Regions from separate parts of the Zea mays genome. Here regions 2 and 3 are each linked to region 1. The links are chromatin contacts, called in public Hi-C maps. All regions are on one chromosome and are shown on one strand. Each heading gives the region's core, a stretch centred on a gene start, on an enhancer-like site or on the middle of the called end of the contact. The rest is flanking DNA. Distances are from core to core; before and after follow the strand shown.

What was found. A called contact is a pair of places that touch in the nucleus more often than the background predicts.
Region 2: a contact with region 1 is called in a Hi-C map of bundle sheath, with 4 times the contacts expected there. The contact joins the promoter of LOC100192826 here to the promoter of LOC100281758 in region 1.
Region 3: a contact with region 1 is called in a Hi-C map of ear, with 2.4 times the contacts expected there. The contact joins the promoter of LOC103650885 here to the promoter of LOC100281758 in region 1. A contact is called at or near these places in 3 of 25 Hi-C or Micro-C datasets (ear, endosperm and tassel).

The regions. Positions count from the first base shown.
Region 1 is chr3:171,043,959-171,048,884 of Zm-B73-REFERENCE-NAM-5.0, reverse strand. It overlaps LOC100281758, which reads right to left and starts at 2,049. Exons shown (of 5, transcript NM_001154678.2): 1 at 1,827-2,049; 2 at 488-644; 3 at 179-229; 4 at 1-30. The coding sequence starts at 1,972.
Region 2 is chr3:170,393,510-170,398,435 of Zm-B73-REFERENCE-NAM-5.0, reverse strand. LOC100192826 (putative RING zinc finger domain superfamily protein) reads left to right here and starts at 2,014. Exons shown (of 5, transcript NM_001138017.1): 1 at 2,014-2,339; 2 at 2,544-2,712; 3 at 2,821-2,887; 4 at 3,021-3,243; 5 at 4,520-4,926. The coding sequence starts at 2,260. The coding sequence ends at 4,730.
Region 3 is chr3:171,688,987-171,693,912 of Zm-B73-REFERENCE-NAM-5.0, reverse strand. LOC103650885 (probable methyltransferase PMT19) reads right to left here and starts at 1,943. Exons shown (of 6, transcript XM_008676476.4): 1 at 1,104-1,943; 2 at 800-1,010; 3 at 243-546. The coding sequence starts at 1,766. It overlaps LOC100275865, which reads right to left. Exons shown (of 6, transcript NM_001371520.1): 6 at 4,729-4,926.

The DNA.
Region 1 (4,926 bases), core at 800-3,299:
AGGAAGTTCACAAACTATTTGGTTCAGTACCTAAAAATTGGAGAAAACAAAATTAAGTTCAACATAAGCACAACACAAATTGTTATCATAATACATAGAGAGCTATCACAAGGTTGTAACGATATAGAAAGGCTACCGAACCAACATTACAGATGCCACGCATAGAGTTATTACATACCGCTGCTTGCTTTCCAGCATGCAATCTGATACCAGAAGCATCGTACATTACCTGCCAAGTCACAAAAAGTGAATTTGTAAGATCTCAAAACCTGGAATTAACTTGCGTTAAAAAAATGGAGTTAACCAAAAGGAAGTCAGTACAAATGTGTGCACAATATGTCCACATGCAACAGAACAACGTCCAACCCGAAACTGAAAATTGCATCCAAGCAACAACAATATAAATGATCATTTTTCTTCTATCAAGATCTAAGAAGTAAAACCTCTTCAGAAGGATATAGGTTGGGATGGAGAACTGATAACCTACCACACTTGCAAATATAGTTGCTGTTGCAAAGAGGGAGCAGTTAAAGCCATCTTGCAACCCAATCGCTACTGCTAGTGCTGTAACCGTGGCAGAATGTGATGATGGCATGCCACCAGAGCCGATAAGCTGCTTGGGATCCCACCTGTTCTCCTTGTACCTTTGTTTAAAAAAACAAGAAGAAATCAAACTTACTTCTGCATGAGAAACAGTATAAACACCTGTTCAGACTTGAATCATAAATTTATAGCTGATCTTCCATAAAGTGCACGCTGATGTATCATATACATCAAAACTGTGGGAAAAAAGAATCAAGAACCCTTGATGCATAATCATCCTTTTGCCAAAATAGGGCAATAAGACAAACCAAATAGAACATTCTTGTTTATAAACACAATAAGAACTCTATGTGTTTATCTCCTTGCCTGGCTTCACTGTTACAAGCGTTCCTTGACCATCTATCTGGAAATCTGATGATTGAACTCAAGGTCTACAATCACTGTGGATAATTTTCATTTTCTAAAAAGAAAAGCCCCAACCTGTTTCTTCCTGTATATATTTCTAGTAGAGTAGAATGATCAAGGTTGCCACAATGGAACATAAAGTTTAAAATGAGACAGCATTATGTGTGAATTCCACAGCCAAAGATCATACTTTTACCAGGACAGATCAATTGATCAAAAATGTGGTGTAAATAACCAGCAAACTGCACTGCATCAATGATCAATGCATTCCAGTCGCCCCATAAAGCATGCACTAGTAGAGTAGAATGATCAAGGTTCCCGCAATGGAACATAAAAATTAAAATGAGACAGCATTATGTGTGGATTCCACATCCAAAGATCATACTTTTACCAGGACAGACCAATTGATAAAAAAAATGTGGTGTAAATAACCAGCAAACTGCACTGCATCAATGATTCCAGTCGCCCCATAAAACATGCACTGACCCACAATTCTTCCCTAGTTTGACCACCAGATCAAGGCCAATTCCATTTGCTTCCAGGTCAATTCACCAAAACCATCGACAAATGAAAGCAAATCCAGCACACAGGATACCATTACATTCCCAGGCTATCATCACTCATTCCTCTAGCTGTATAGGCAACCAAAAAAAAGAAAAGAAACGGGAGGGGAGGGGGGAATTCTTAGTCTCGCTTCGGATGTCCAGGAAATGAGAACAGTCGAACAATGTGTCAAGAGGCAGCTTCGACCGACGGAGCAGCATGCGGATCCGACCACGCTCGCGCCCGATCCCAGACCCAGACCCAAGCACACAAAAAGGGGGAGAAGAGGCAGGACGAGAGGAGTAGGAGGGAATCGGGGAACGGGCGAGGCGTACCATGTGAGGAAGAACTTGATGGACTGCGCGACGGCGAAGCCGAGCAGGGCGGCGACGAGGGGGTAGTTGTGGAAGACGGCGAGGTAGGAGAAGCCCCCGTCATGCGGCGGCGGCGAGGAGGCGTCGTCAGCACCACCGTCCCCCATGGCCGAAAGTCCCTGGCTCCTGGACGGGCGGTCCGGCCGGCGCGGCGCTGCCCTGCCTAATCCTGCCCTGCGCCACCCCCCACCTGCAGCACGTTACCGGACCGGAGCGCGCGCCCTCCGACTATATATATACAGCCTCCGCGATCCGCGCGCGCCAGGAAGCTCCTCCTTCGCTTGGCTTCGCTCTCGCGTGTCGTCTCTCTCACTGCCCCCCCCCCCCCCCCCCCCCCCCCCCCCTGCGTCGCACCGCTCGGGCTCGCACGTACCGCACCAATGCCGACGACAGCCCGGTTGACTGCTCTCAGCTCTGCTCCGGACTCTGGAGGGAGGGAGGGAAGGAAGGAAAGGCCGAAGGAAGGAGCAGAGAGGTGAGCAGCCAGGCGACACTGTTCGGCCCCTCGCCAGCTGCTGATTGGAGTGGAAGCTGGAAGAGGAGGGGAGACAAGTTCAAGAAGGAAGCCTGCTGGCGAAACTTTGGCGCGATCGGTCGACTTGCGCGCGGCCACGGAGCGATGCAGGAAAAGCTGCCGTGGACCGTGGTAAGCTTCAGCCATTGGTCCAAACTACTGTACGCTTTGCTGGGATTTTCTGGCCGGTAGGTCCGGCCTCCTGCCTGTCACGTCCCTCGGCTCCGATGTGCTTGGTTGCGAAAACAACACAGGAAGCAACGGGGACCCCCCCCCCCCCCCCCCCCCCCCCCCCCCCCCCCCCCCCCCCCCCCCCGCTTTGGCGGTTAGCACTTAGCAGGCATGATGCAGATCGGAAACCTTGGGATCTTGATTCATGCATTCCGATCCGATACAGCAGCGCAACTGTCAATCTAGACTAGACATTTGCTGCTACGCAACGCTCATGGTAGTATGATAAATTGATACTACTACTTGCACAAAGCTTCACGCATAGACCAGGCGAATTGATATCCTAATCGCGACGTGAGAGCCTAGCTTGCCCGCCCGCCCGGCGTTTGATCAGGTCGCGCACCCGGAACGAGGTTTCGACTTTCCAGCACATGGTTAGCCTGTCTGTATTTAAAACTTCATTCTAGTGTAATCAACAGTGTAAATTTCTAAGGATAGCCTTAGATCAACACGATTGGAATGTCAGAGCAATGTTTTTTTATGCTCTCTGTTCAACACACGCCTCATATATATATAAAGATCCAGTCCCAACGAACCATCAGCTATTGCTTTGTTTCAGTCCCATATAAACATGAGCTCAGGCTGCAAACCGTCCAAAAATCATCCGATTTGGTCTGTTTTCACTTACTAGACAAGCTCACTAAACGCCTACCAATGCAAATAATTGTCATTGATCGGAAGCATGACAGTCAAAATTGCCAAATCACAACTTCCAACAGGCGGCAAAATCTGACGCTACCAAAACATACATTCACATCTCCTGCACAACCAACAGCTACATCTAACCTATGCCAAGCCTAACCTTCCATTTGGTAGTGTAAAACTGGTTAATGACTTGTTTGGGAGCAGGATGCCGAAGGGGATTTTAGTCCACCAATCCCTTCCGATATCCTTCCTCCCAAACAAGCCCTAATGCGAGACACGAGGATCGGTCATTTTCTTTAAGTTTGGGTCCATGATATCCTTATACTCGGTCTCTTGTGGCTCCAACATCTTCCTCTGCCTTTCCCTCATTGCGTTAGCTGCTTCCAACCATAGCTTATCGCGGACATTAAATTGTCTTCAATAATAAGTTGTACGTCTTGTACCCTAAATTTTAGAGAAGATTTTTCATCCTCTACGCACCCCCAACAACGTATTTTAAATGGTTCTATAAATTTAGAGGACACCGTTGGATCATCTATATAGAGAGTTTCTCTCACCTCTCCTCTATCCATTTTAATATTTTAAACACCAGATTTAGCAAAACTAAAATATGTACAGTACTGTCGGCGTTTCGAGACCGGGGGTCCCTAAGCCGACGAGTGAATGTCGCCGCGTGCCCCAGCCCAGATGGGTCGACGCGAGGCCGAGCGCGAAGGGGGGAAGTGAGGTGGCCGGAGATGGGCGTGAGAGAGGTGGAAATCCCGCGGCCTTCGTGTTCGTCCCGCGCCCAGGTCGGGTGCGCTTGCAGTAGGGGGTTACAAGCGTCCACGCGGGAGAGGGAGCGAGCGGCCTCACGCGAGCGCCTGTCTCGTCCTCATCCCTGCGCGGCCAACCCTCTCTAAGAGGGCCCTGGTCCTTCCTTTTATAGGCGTAAGGAGAGGATCCAGGTGTACAATGGGGGGTATAGCAGAGTGCTACGTGTCTAGCGGAGGAGAGCTAGCGCCCTAAGTACATGCCGTCGTGGCAGCCGGAGAGATTTTGGCACCCAGCTAGTGTGATGTCGTGGCCGTCGGAGGAGTGCTGGAGCCTGGCGGAGGGACAGCTGTCGGAGCTGTTGAGTCCTTGCTGACGTCCTCTTGCTTCCGTAAGGGGGCTGAGAGCCGCCGTCGTCACAGAGTATGCGGGGCGCCATCATTGCCTATCTGGCGGAGCGAGCCAGATGGGACGCCGGTCTTGTTCCCCGTGGCCCGAGTCAGCTCGGGGTAGGGTGATGATGGCGCCTCCTGTTGACATGTCTGGTCTGCGCCCTAGGTTGGGCGATGTGGAAGCTCCTCCGAAGCCGAGGTCGAATCTGTCTTCCGTGGCCGAGGTCGAGTCCGAGCCCCTGGTTCGGGCGAGGCGGAGACCGTCGGCCGAGGCCAGGGCAGAGTCCGAGCCCTGGGGTCGGGCGAAGCAGAGTTCGTCGTCTTCTGGGGCTGTGCCCGAGTCCGAGCCCTGGGGTCGGGCGAAGCGGAGTTCGTCATCTTCTGGGGCTGAGCCCGAGTCTGAGCCCTGGGTCGGGCGGAGCGGAGTTCGCCGTCTTCCGGGGCTTAGGCTGAGTCCGAGCCCTGGGTCGGGCGGAGCGGAGTTCGCCGTCTTCCGGGGCTTAGCCCGAGTCCGAGCCCTGTGTCG
Region 2 (4,926 bases), core at 765-3,264, 650 kb after region 1:
CCCCCCCCCCAGATAATAGCCGCGGCAGCAAAACCAACCATTCTGTGTTGCCAACCAAAACGACCGCGTCTGATGACTGAAACTGAAATAGCCGTTTGATGCAGTGGACGCCGTAGATTGCTCGCTCAGGATATTTGTAGCATGCATGTACTCCTGCCTAGCAGCAGCAATCTCTGGAGGACAAGGGCCGCGAATCTAGCGTAAAGCTCACAGGAGGAGGACGAGGCTCTCATCTCATGAGCTGACCAGCCCCATTCAGTGTTTCCCGTAGCAAGCCTGCGGTAGCACTCACCCGAGCAGTGCCCACCACCACCGCTAGATATTTGACGCTGGTCGCTGGACGGATCAGAGATACAGTAGATTCTCGCCTTTTTTTTCTCTCGTAGTGGGAAACACTGGTGCTGCTGCGGCCATGGTCCATGGCCAGAGAGCGGAACGGGACCACGGACCGGACAGGATTGCTTGCCTACACTGTTTGCATCGCACTTGTACGCGAAACCATACGGTGACCGGGGGCGTGCTTGGATTGGACGATCAAGGTATATATTAAACCTGTGGGCAGGAAGAATTAGGCCACAGATGGAGATGGAATTTCTACAGCCCCAGGAACTTTACGGTGGTAAACAAACCACGGGAAAAAAAAGACAGAGTAGTAGTAGTAGTACCGAGCCTGATTATCTTACTTTTCACCAAGCTTTTTATATTAAAAAAATACCTCTCTGTTATTATAAATTTTGGCACTCTTTCTTGCAAAAACGTTAGCTTGTTTGACTGGGAATAAATTCGAATTGTACACTTTTCATATAAGCACAAAATTTAATGCGAACAACGTTTATGTTATGTTTGAATGCACTAGAGCTAACTGTTAGCTACTAAAATTAGAGCTAAACGGAGTCATATTTTGAACTATAGGACTCTAACATAAAAAAAACATGCTCTGACATGGCTTTATTTTACAAAAGAATCATTAATCTATTATAGGGCTCGATATCTCAGGTCCTATATCATTTTATACACTATTTTAACCTTTTATCTCCTAAATAACATTATTTATTTCCTAAAAATTTGATATATGGCTCGATAGTTGGAGTTACAGACGTTCTTGTGGCCCTAAACATTTTAAGTCATGTCCTATTTTAATTTTAAGGACTCAAATATAGAGTTTTTTTTTTGTTGGAGATGCTCTTAGCCGAAGACATTCAAATATTCTAACTAATAGTTAAGCCATTAACTAATTTTAGTATAGTTAGCTAGCTATCTAGCAATTTTTTAGCAGTAGAGCATTCAAACAACACAGCTTTATCCAATACTTTTAAAAGAACTCTGCAACCGTGCTGCCAGGAGATAATGGATATCTCTTTCCATGGCCACAATGAATCACAAGGAATATGATTGTGGATCCCACATAAACCGGCGCCGGGTCCCACACCGTGCTGCTAGTGGATAGGCTCAGCCAGCCACCTGCCGCCTGCGCCACCGGACCCCTCTTTTTCTGCGTGTCATCTGAGCCCTACCCCAAGCCGTCCATCGACCCTTTATCACCATCCGTCCGTCATCAATCTATCCACACTATTATTCTCTCTTTTTCATTCTCTCTCTCTCTCATTCTGCTCCAGAACCTTTCTCGTCTGCAACATTTTGTGTTCCAGATTTTAATAAACAATCCAAATCATATAAATAAATTATTCGTATAGGCTTTTCACTTACAATATATTTTTTGTCATTTTTTTGTCTTAAAACAATTTAACAATTGGGCAAGAGTGGAAATTTGGAGACAGCAGAACGGCACCATAACTGCTCCTAATCTAAGCACCATGAGTGCCCTCTATCAGTGTAGGCTTTTTTTTCCTCAGCCTTTGTCTCCTTCCCTCCCCCAAACTTTATTCCAAAGCTTTTGCACTTCTTGTCAAGCAAACCAAGCAAAAACAATTTGCAAGTTGCCAAGACATCTCCTGCACTCCTTGCTTATATAAAAACCCAAGGGGACGCAGGAGGGACAAAGGGCCCCCCTTTCACAGTTTCCCTCCCCCAAAACTACTTTCCCACAAACCCAGACCAGAGCAGCTTGCGTCTATCGTTTCTTTTCTTGTTGGCCTTCTCCTTGCCTTGCTTTTGCTTGCTCGTTGCTTCTTGAGCTCGAGCCCGCCCCTTCTGCGCCTTGCCCAAGTCTCTGTGTGTTTTTTATAGGCTTGAGAGCTTGGAATAGCGGGGGGTGGAGGAAGCGGAAGAGGAGCTTCGTTTTGTGTTCTAGAGGGAGTCATGTTCCATGGCGGCAGGCCTCTGTCCCTCCGGGGGTCTCTCAAGGCGCTTGAAGCTGATATCCACCATGCCAACACCCTGTAAGTCCTCTCCTCCCTTTTAATTTGCCCTGTATTTCCTACTCTCTTGATTCTCGGCGTTCTCCTTTGCTACCTGATTTTTCTTTGGAAAAGCTGTAGAGTAGGGAAAAGTTTGCCCTTTCGTTTTCCGTCCCCGATTGTATTCGGCTCGTGTTCTATGCGTTTACTGATGAATATAGGTAAAATCCCCTCTCTCTTCTCCAGGGCGCATGCTATACACAGGGCGTATGGGGGTGCCTGCGTGCAGATGAGGCTGTCCTACAGCTCCATGGCTCCAATCTTTCTCAACCTTATCCAATGGATGGACTGCAGCTGCTCCCTGTCATACACGCTCCCTAGCTACCTTGGCCTGCTCGAGGTTCTCGTCTACAAGGTACCGACGAATAGCACTTGCCGAGAGAGTTTGCTGAATCCACGACGAACTGACTGGTATCTCCTGAGGCTTTGAATGTTGACACGGTCTTGGTGGTTGAACACGCAGGTTTATGTCGATGAAGATGCCTCCATATCCACCATAGAAAGGAGGGCGAGCCTGAAGGAATTCTACAGTATGCTTACTATCCACCATAGAAACTAGTGATTAAGAAGCTTTTTTTTTCTGTTCAAGATTTTTTTTTGTTGATGCTGCTGCTGCTGCTGCAGCAGTGGTTTAATATAGTTTTGGGACCCCATGGAATGCAGCTATCATATACCCTTTCTTGCAACAACTGGAGGACAACTTGATGGACAAGGACTGCAAGGACAAAGGGTGGTCTGCTGCTGCCGCCGCCGGCGGCGGCGGCGGTCGGAAGCTTGTTGCCGAAGATGACAGGGAGGATGAGTGTGGCATTTGCCTGGAGACCTGCACCAAGATGGTCCTTCCGAATTGCAACCATGCCATGTGCATCAACTGTTACCGAGACTGGTATTGCTCCCTGTCGCTCTTGCTTATCCGTTTGGGGGGTGTATTATTTAAGCAACAATATATCTGACTGAGCCTGGATCGTTATCAGTTAGGGCCCCGATATCACACGCCACCATTAAAAAAATTCGCTAGCGGTTTGAACAGACTCAATGTGATGTCGATTTTAAAGATAAGGTTCGAGGAAACGAGTAAGCATTGACGCAGTCTTGAACTCTTGATAGCGCAAGGGTGGTTCAGTAATGATTTTCTTAAACTTCTCTGTGGGCTACTTCTACTCACTCATTGTTGGTGGGGAGTGGGGAGGGGGTGGTTGAACAACCCATCATAGTCCCAATGCACTTCTTTTTTCATGTTCACCATTTAAAGCCTCCATTTAGTCAAATTCAGATGCTACATTCTCCTGAACTGAATGTTTGTGTTTGTGTGTGTGTGTGTGGGGGGGGGGGGGGGGGGGGGGGAGGGGGGTTCCATTTTAATCTTCGCTCCCCTCATGTGCGGAGTTTCTTCTATTTGTTTTTTACCACCATGATGGCATGGGAGTCCATGTGTTTCTTGTTCTATATTTTTCAGCCTTCTGTTTGTCAAAACTAGGAGGGATTTTATGTGATCTAATGACCATGTGCCATGTCAGGAGATTCATTATCTTCATTCCTCCAGCAGTCCAGCTGAATGCCAGAGATTTGCTGGACAAAGTTTATGATACTTTGCGCCGTTGTTAAAAAGCCCCCACGTTTCGTCAACAATTAGCAATGGTCCATTAACGGAATCGAAAGCAGACAACTGGGAGTGCTGTTGTAGCTTTAATGAAGTCGTTAAACCATTATTCACCAGTGCCAGCCAACTGCTAAGTTACAGACAAAAAAATAATAAAGGGATAAAAGGGGAGACACTCGTTGACGTGGCATTCTAAATCCTAAATGATTGTATTCTCTTAGCTGGCGGATCATGCTTGTGTACCAAGGATGTCATCTGCAAGTCATTGTGTTTTGATACATGTCAGGTTGTTGGTTTCAATGATACTCATCAATCGGCTGCATCACTCCAAGTTTGGCGAAGTCAATAGTAGCTTTCACAATAATGTTGCTTGAGTTAGATTAGATTACGGATAAACTCAATGGGATTGGTTATTGCAGTAGATTCTTTTGGTGACCACTGGGCCCATCTATTGTTGTAGCGATAAGAGGGATCATCCCCAACTGTTTTAATGACCCCATCCTGTACTGTTCCAAGCAACACCAATGCTGAACGCTGTAACCTGGATGTTCCGTGACTGCAGGTACACAAGGTCCCAGTCATGCCCGTTCTGCCGCGGGAGCCTGAAGAGGGTCCGGTCCAGAGACCTGTGGGTGCTCACCGGCGACGACGACGTGATCGACACGGTGACGCTGGAGAAGGAGAACGTGAAGCACTTCCTCAGCTTCATCGACAGCCTGCCCCTGATCGTCCCCGACAACATGCTGCTGGTCTACTACGACTACCTAGTCTAGCAAGGCTCCTCCCCCCACCCCCCACTCTGAAGCTCTGGAAGAGGAAGGGGGTCTGGGAAGAAGACGCGGCGTACAAGCGACAAGGGTTACCCGCAGCCGACCATCCTCTGCGGATCGAGTTGGCAAAGCGAAGCCGTTGCCGACCAACAGACGATACTCTCGTGGGCATGCCACGCCGTTGCGCTGGCTTTATTGC
Region 3 (4,926 bases), core at 694-3,193, 650 kb before region 1:
CGTACTTCATGACCTTTAGGGGAAAAAATGAATTTCGTCAGTCTCAGATTACTAATCACAACATCAACTCAAATATGTTTACTTGTCCAACTAAACTATCGTGTGCGTCGTCATATCACAAGGATAACATGAAGGCAAAGAAAAAAAATGGATCAGGTTGTGCCGTGGTTGATAAGATTTGCACATGTTTCATTTCAATTGACCGGAGATGCAAAGTGACAAGGGGACAGTAATAAACTTGCCAGGCACTATCTGGGTCTTCTCCTGTGCAGAGTGGTGGCAATCCAGCAAGCTTTGCATTTGCTTCTTGGTCGCAATGGAGATTACAAGAAGGCTTTCTCCAAACAGAAATTGTGCCCTCTTCAGACACCTTCGTCCAACGAAGCCTTTTCGACATGTCATCCATAGCTACTTGATTGTCCTGCTTGTCTATGGTCCCTTGATTCGAAATGTTGTATGTAGATTTCCAGTTGACGGGTGGCTTAGAGAAAACCCAATAGCCACCAGGTTGGAGAAGACGGTCGATTTCCAGCATGTAGAGCCCATCTGGAATCAGCTATAGGTGAATGAGAACAAGAGCACTCGACTAAAAAAACAAACAAACTGTACTTTAGTTTTGACATCGACATATGAGGAGGGTGTCCTGTTCTGTTCAGTGTTCACCGACTCCAACATTTGCCAATAGGAAAATCACTTTATTTTGAACAATTAGTAATCAGTGAAATAATAAATGAATAGATGATGCATCAGGAAGGAAGTATGTTTAATCAGGAATAGCATGACGTCTTGCATGTCCTACCATGAGCAGTCCATGGGACACGGCAGTCCGCACAGTGCACCATGTCGAAGGACCTCGATGGATACGGTAGCCTGTGGGCAACAAGCGCTCCGATCATTGCAGGCAGTCCACGCTCCAAGGCGAGCTGCACCTGCGGTTCAAATCTATCCCTCGGAGCAATGGACATGGTCAGTACGCCATAGTTGAGCAGATAGTCCCCAAAGCTCGCGACCTGTCAGGGACACACATCGACACGTGAACAGAGAGACTTCCAACGAGTAGTTTCTGAATCGGCAAGCTTTCATGCGATGCGAGTACAACACACCCCGCATCCGATGTCGAGCGCCGTGTGCACCACGCCGTCGCGGAGCGGCACGACGCGCTCCAGCCGCTCGACATAACCCTGCACCCCGTCGGTGAACAGCAGCCACTCCCCGCGACCGTGAACGGGGTCCTGCTGCTGTCCATCCGCCGCCTTAACCGGGGGCAGCGGCGGGAGGTCCACGTTGGCGTACCTCGCGCGGTCGCGGCGCGCGGGCCACGGCGGGGGCGGGCGGTACCTGGGCGGCGGCGGGACGCGGCAGTGCGGCGGAGGGTGCGGCGGCGGGTCCTTTGGCGGGTGAGGAAGAAGAGGCGGCGGCGGCGGCGGGCGCGGGGGGCAGTGGCGCTCGCGCGAGGGAGGCTCGTGGCAGGGGACGTCGTGGGTGGCGTTGGGAGGGCACGGGGGAACGGGAGGCGGGGGGTGGGGGTGGCCTGGGCCGGAGTCGGGCGCGTGTGCGGGCGCCGGGGCCACAGGCGCCGCGGTGGAGGCGCTGGCGGACGGGGAAAGCTGAGGGGACGAGGAGGACGCCGCGTGGTGGGGGGTGGAGAAGACGGCGGAGATGAGGAGGAGGGTCGCGGTTGCGGCCGCGACGGCCGCGGCCGCGAGGGAGAGCGCCCGCGGCAGCGCCGCGAGCACGGCCGGCGCCGACGGCTCCGAGAGTGGCATGGCCGCCGCCAAGTCCGCGTATCGCTCAGTAGAGCGCCGCACAGGGCACAACAGCTGGTGTGTGGCTGAGTGCACTCGGTGGTGGACTGGTGGAGGATCGGATGCTCCGCTCCGACTCCGGGTGAGTGCGGCGAGAGTGGTGGCGCCGCCCAGTTCGTATTTGAAGAGGCAGGGCAGAGGAGAGGACTACATACAGTGCGACGAGAGCGGTTGCTGCTTTGCGGGCCCGGCCGTTGGGGCTTCGTGGGGCCTGCCTGCGCCACCAGTGGCTCGTGCTCCTTGGCTTTTACGGTCTTTTCGTCTGATGCGCTCGTCACTTCGTCGTCGTGTCGTGTGGATGTTTTTTTTTGTTGAGACGAAAGAGAGATTGTGCACATGCGAAATCGCGATGGCTTAACTGTTTTTGTTTTTTTTATCCGTGCAAGTGCAATGTCGTACTGCATCATCTCGTATGGTTTTTGTTGAGCCACAAAATACGCGGTCTAGGGTTCCGAGTTTTTTACTGTATTTGTTAACGAGATTAATGGAATTAACTCGGGGAGTTTTTTTAACGGGTCCAACTCTCATACTCTATAAATACATAGGTATACGGCCGATTTATAATCACCAATAACATTTTTATCTCGCATTTATTTCCAATACAATTAAAAGTAGTTCTAGTTTAACCTCTCAATTCTCAAATTCACCGTTTCTCTTCGACTCTACGTCGATTAGAGGAGTCTAGGTCAGTCTGCCCGAGCCTAGACATCATCTAGGATCTCTCCTCTCTGACGGGGTCCCTCCCGGGAGCGAAATCCAGGCGCTGCCGGCGACCTTTCGCCGCCTCTGCACACGCGCGGACCGTCCGGCCCCAGAGCATGGACCGTCCGACCGACAGGCAGAAATGCGCCAGGTCGTGTACCATCCGACCCCTGACCATGGATCATCCGCCCCTGTGTAGAGAGCACTATCGCGGATTCTTGTGCAGTGATTGGCGCCCGAAAAAGACACCCACAGTTTTCTTCAGAAGACCGTAGACTACAGTCGAAACTCCACACTCCACACTGAAAAGCGGCCAGCCGTAGACTACAGTCCATACGAGACAGTAAAAACAACTTGCAAGGTCTCGAATTACTCGGACAAATTGTAGCAATAATCTCGACGAGTCAGTCGTACGGGCAGAGTAGAGGACACGACAGTCGCAGCTGACGCGCAACACACCACACGTGTCCAAAGGAGACCGTCGTACGCACGCTACAGCAGGAGTACAACTCAATGACTTGCGAGCACGCACCCGCCCAGTCCCTAGACCAGGAGGAGGAGGAGGATCTCGGCCGCTGTCGTACGTTGCGTACGCTGCATCTTGTCCGTGCTCCGCTCGCCACAACGGTCTCGCGCGTCCTTCTCGAAGACGGCGACTCGTCATGATCGATCGTAGTGTAGCATCGCTAGCTTGCAATTGCAGAGGAGTACAGGACCGCGGGGACCCGTCGCTCGGGACACTTTCTTTCTCCATGTATCTTGCAAGCTACGAGAGCGGCCAGACCGTGACCGGTCGGTCCGCCGAGCCCGTGCCGTGTGTGTGGCCGCCGTTAATTCTCTCGCGCCGGAGACGCCCGCGCAGGGGCGGCGGCGGCGGCGCGCTCTCGATTCGATTTGACAGCGCAACCAACCCGCTACTCATTTTTTTCTCCGCGCCGCGTCGCCTTCTCGCCGTACGGGGTCGCATGGAAACGACGAGGAGGGGAGGTTGGCTTCCTTCCTCTGGTCCCTCTCCAGTCCAGTCCCCGTGATCCGACCTTTCCTGGTTAGTCGTCCGCAACTACATCTGCTGTACTGTAGAGTACGTTTTCTTTCTCTTGGCTCCGAATCTGCTCTTGTCTCGCCTCTCGCCCTCTCGTCCGGCTTTCACAGTGAAGAGGAAGAAGAGCCGCTTGAGATGGCGCCAAGGGACTCCGCGTCTGCTTTTGGCGGGACCAATGCGGGCGTAGGGACGTGCCGGGGCCGGCGAGCTAGCGAGTGCGCAGTGTGCACGGCCGCCCCGCGTGCGCGTTGTCTGGTTCGCCGGAGCATCATCACCGTGTCCTGTCGTCTTCGGACGGCGACAGCCACTATCTCAGCGTGCAAACGTTATCGCCAGACCGGAACTCAGTCACCGTCTTATCAGAGCAAGTGAGCAACGGCAGCACAAAAGGGCGCCTTTTCGATAGAAAAGAAAGAAGAAGAAAAAAGGTGTTCGCAACAAAACATATTGGCTCCATCCCTCCATTGCATGTGCTAGGATTTCGTAAATATACTTGGTTTTTATGAACTTAGACAATTGACATTCTAAAAAAAGATGGTATAACGCTTTTTTTAATGCATAATTCATAAACATGTTGTCTATTTTAAACAAGAGTGATTAATGTGCACACGTTGTTTTCACCGGTCTCATTAAAATAAAGTAAGAGTTTGTATTTGTTGCTCTTAGTGATCGGGATCACTTAGATAGTTTAACGTCGGTTGGAGTATGATGATCTCGAGCTGGTCGCATATGATATGACTTGAAAGATATACATAATTCTAGATGGTTCATCGTGTCGGAGTGACGAAAAAACGAGCTCGTATTAGGAGTAGCGACACCTTTACACGGGTGCTTCGACAAAAATTAGTGGGAAGCACCGAGCCTCTGAGACATTGGAAAAAAACCTTTTGTATATCTTGTTAATCCTTACTTTACTCTTTATAATTAAATTTGTGCAATTTATATTAAGAATTTACGTTCTTAATCGCAAAACCTTTTGTATACACATTAGGCACCTGGGTTGGGTGAAGTTGATCTTTGCAATAAGTTTTAGTGAAGCTCAATTTACATCTCCCTTCCATTGTGATCCTTTCATGGCGTCTGATTTATATTTTTTCGTCAAAACAGTCCTGGGTTCTTCCCAAATACTAACAAAAAGGCAGTGGTATTTGTGCAAGTGCAACACGCGTGCTACAATGAATCAACCAATTTCCATTTGTAAAAGTCTGCCTGTATCTGCTTTTCCAATAGGTAGACAACGAAAATGTTTCCACAGCAAATTGCACAACATATGTACTGGAAAAGAATCAGCAATTCGTAGAACCCACTTATGCCTTGGTCATGTATATATGATCAGGCAACTTCCGTCCTCTTGGACATCCAACGGTGGAACACAGT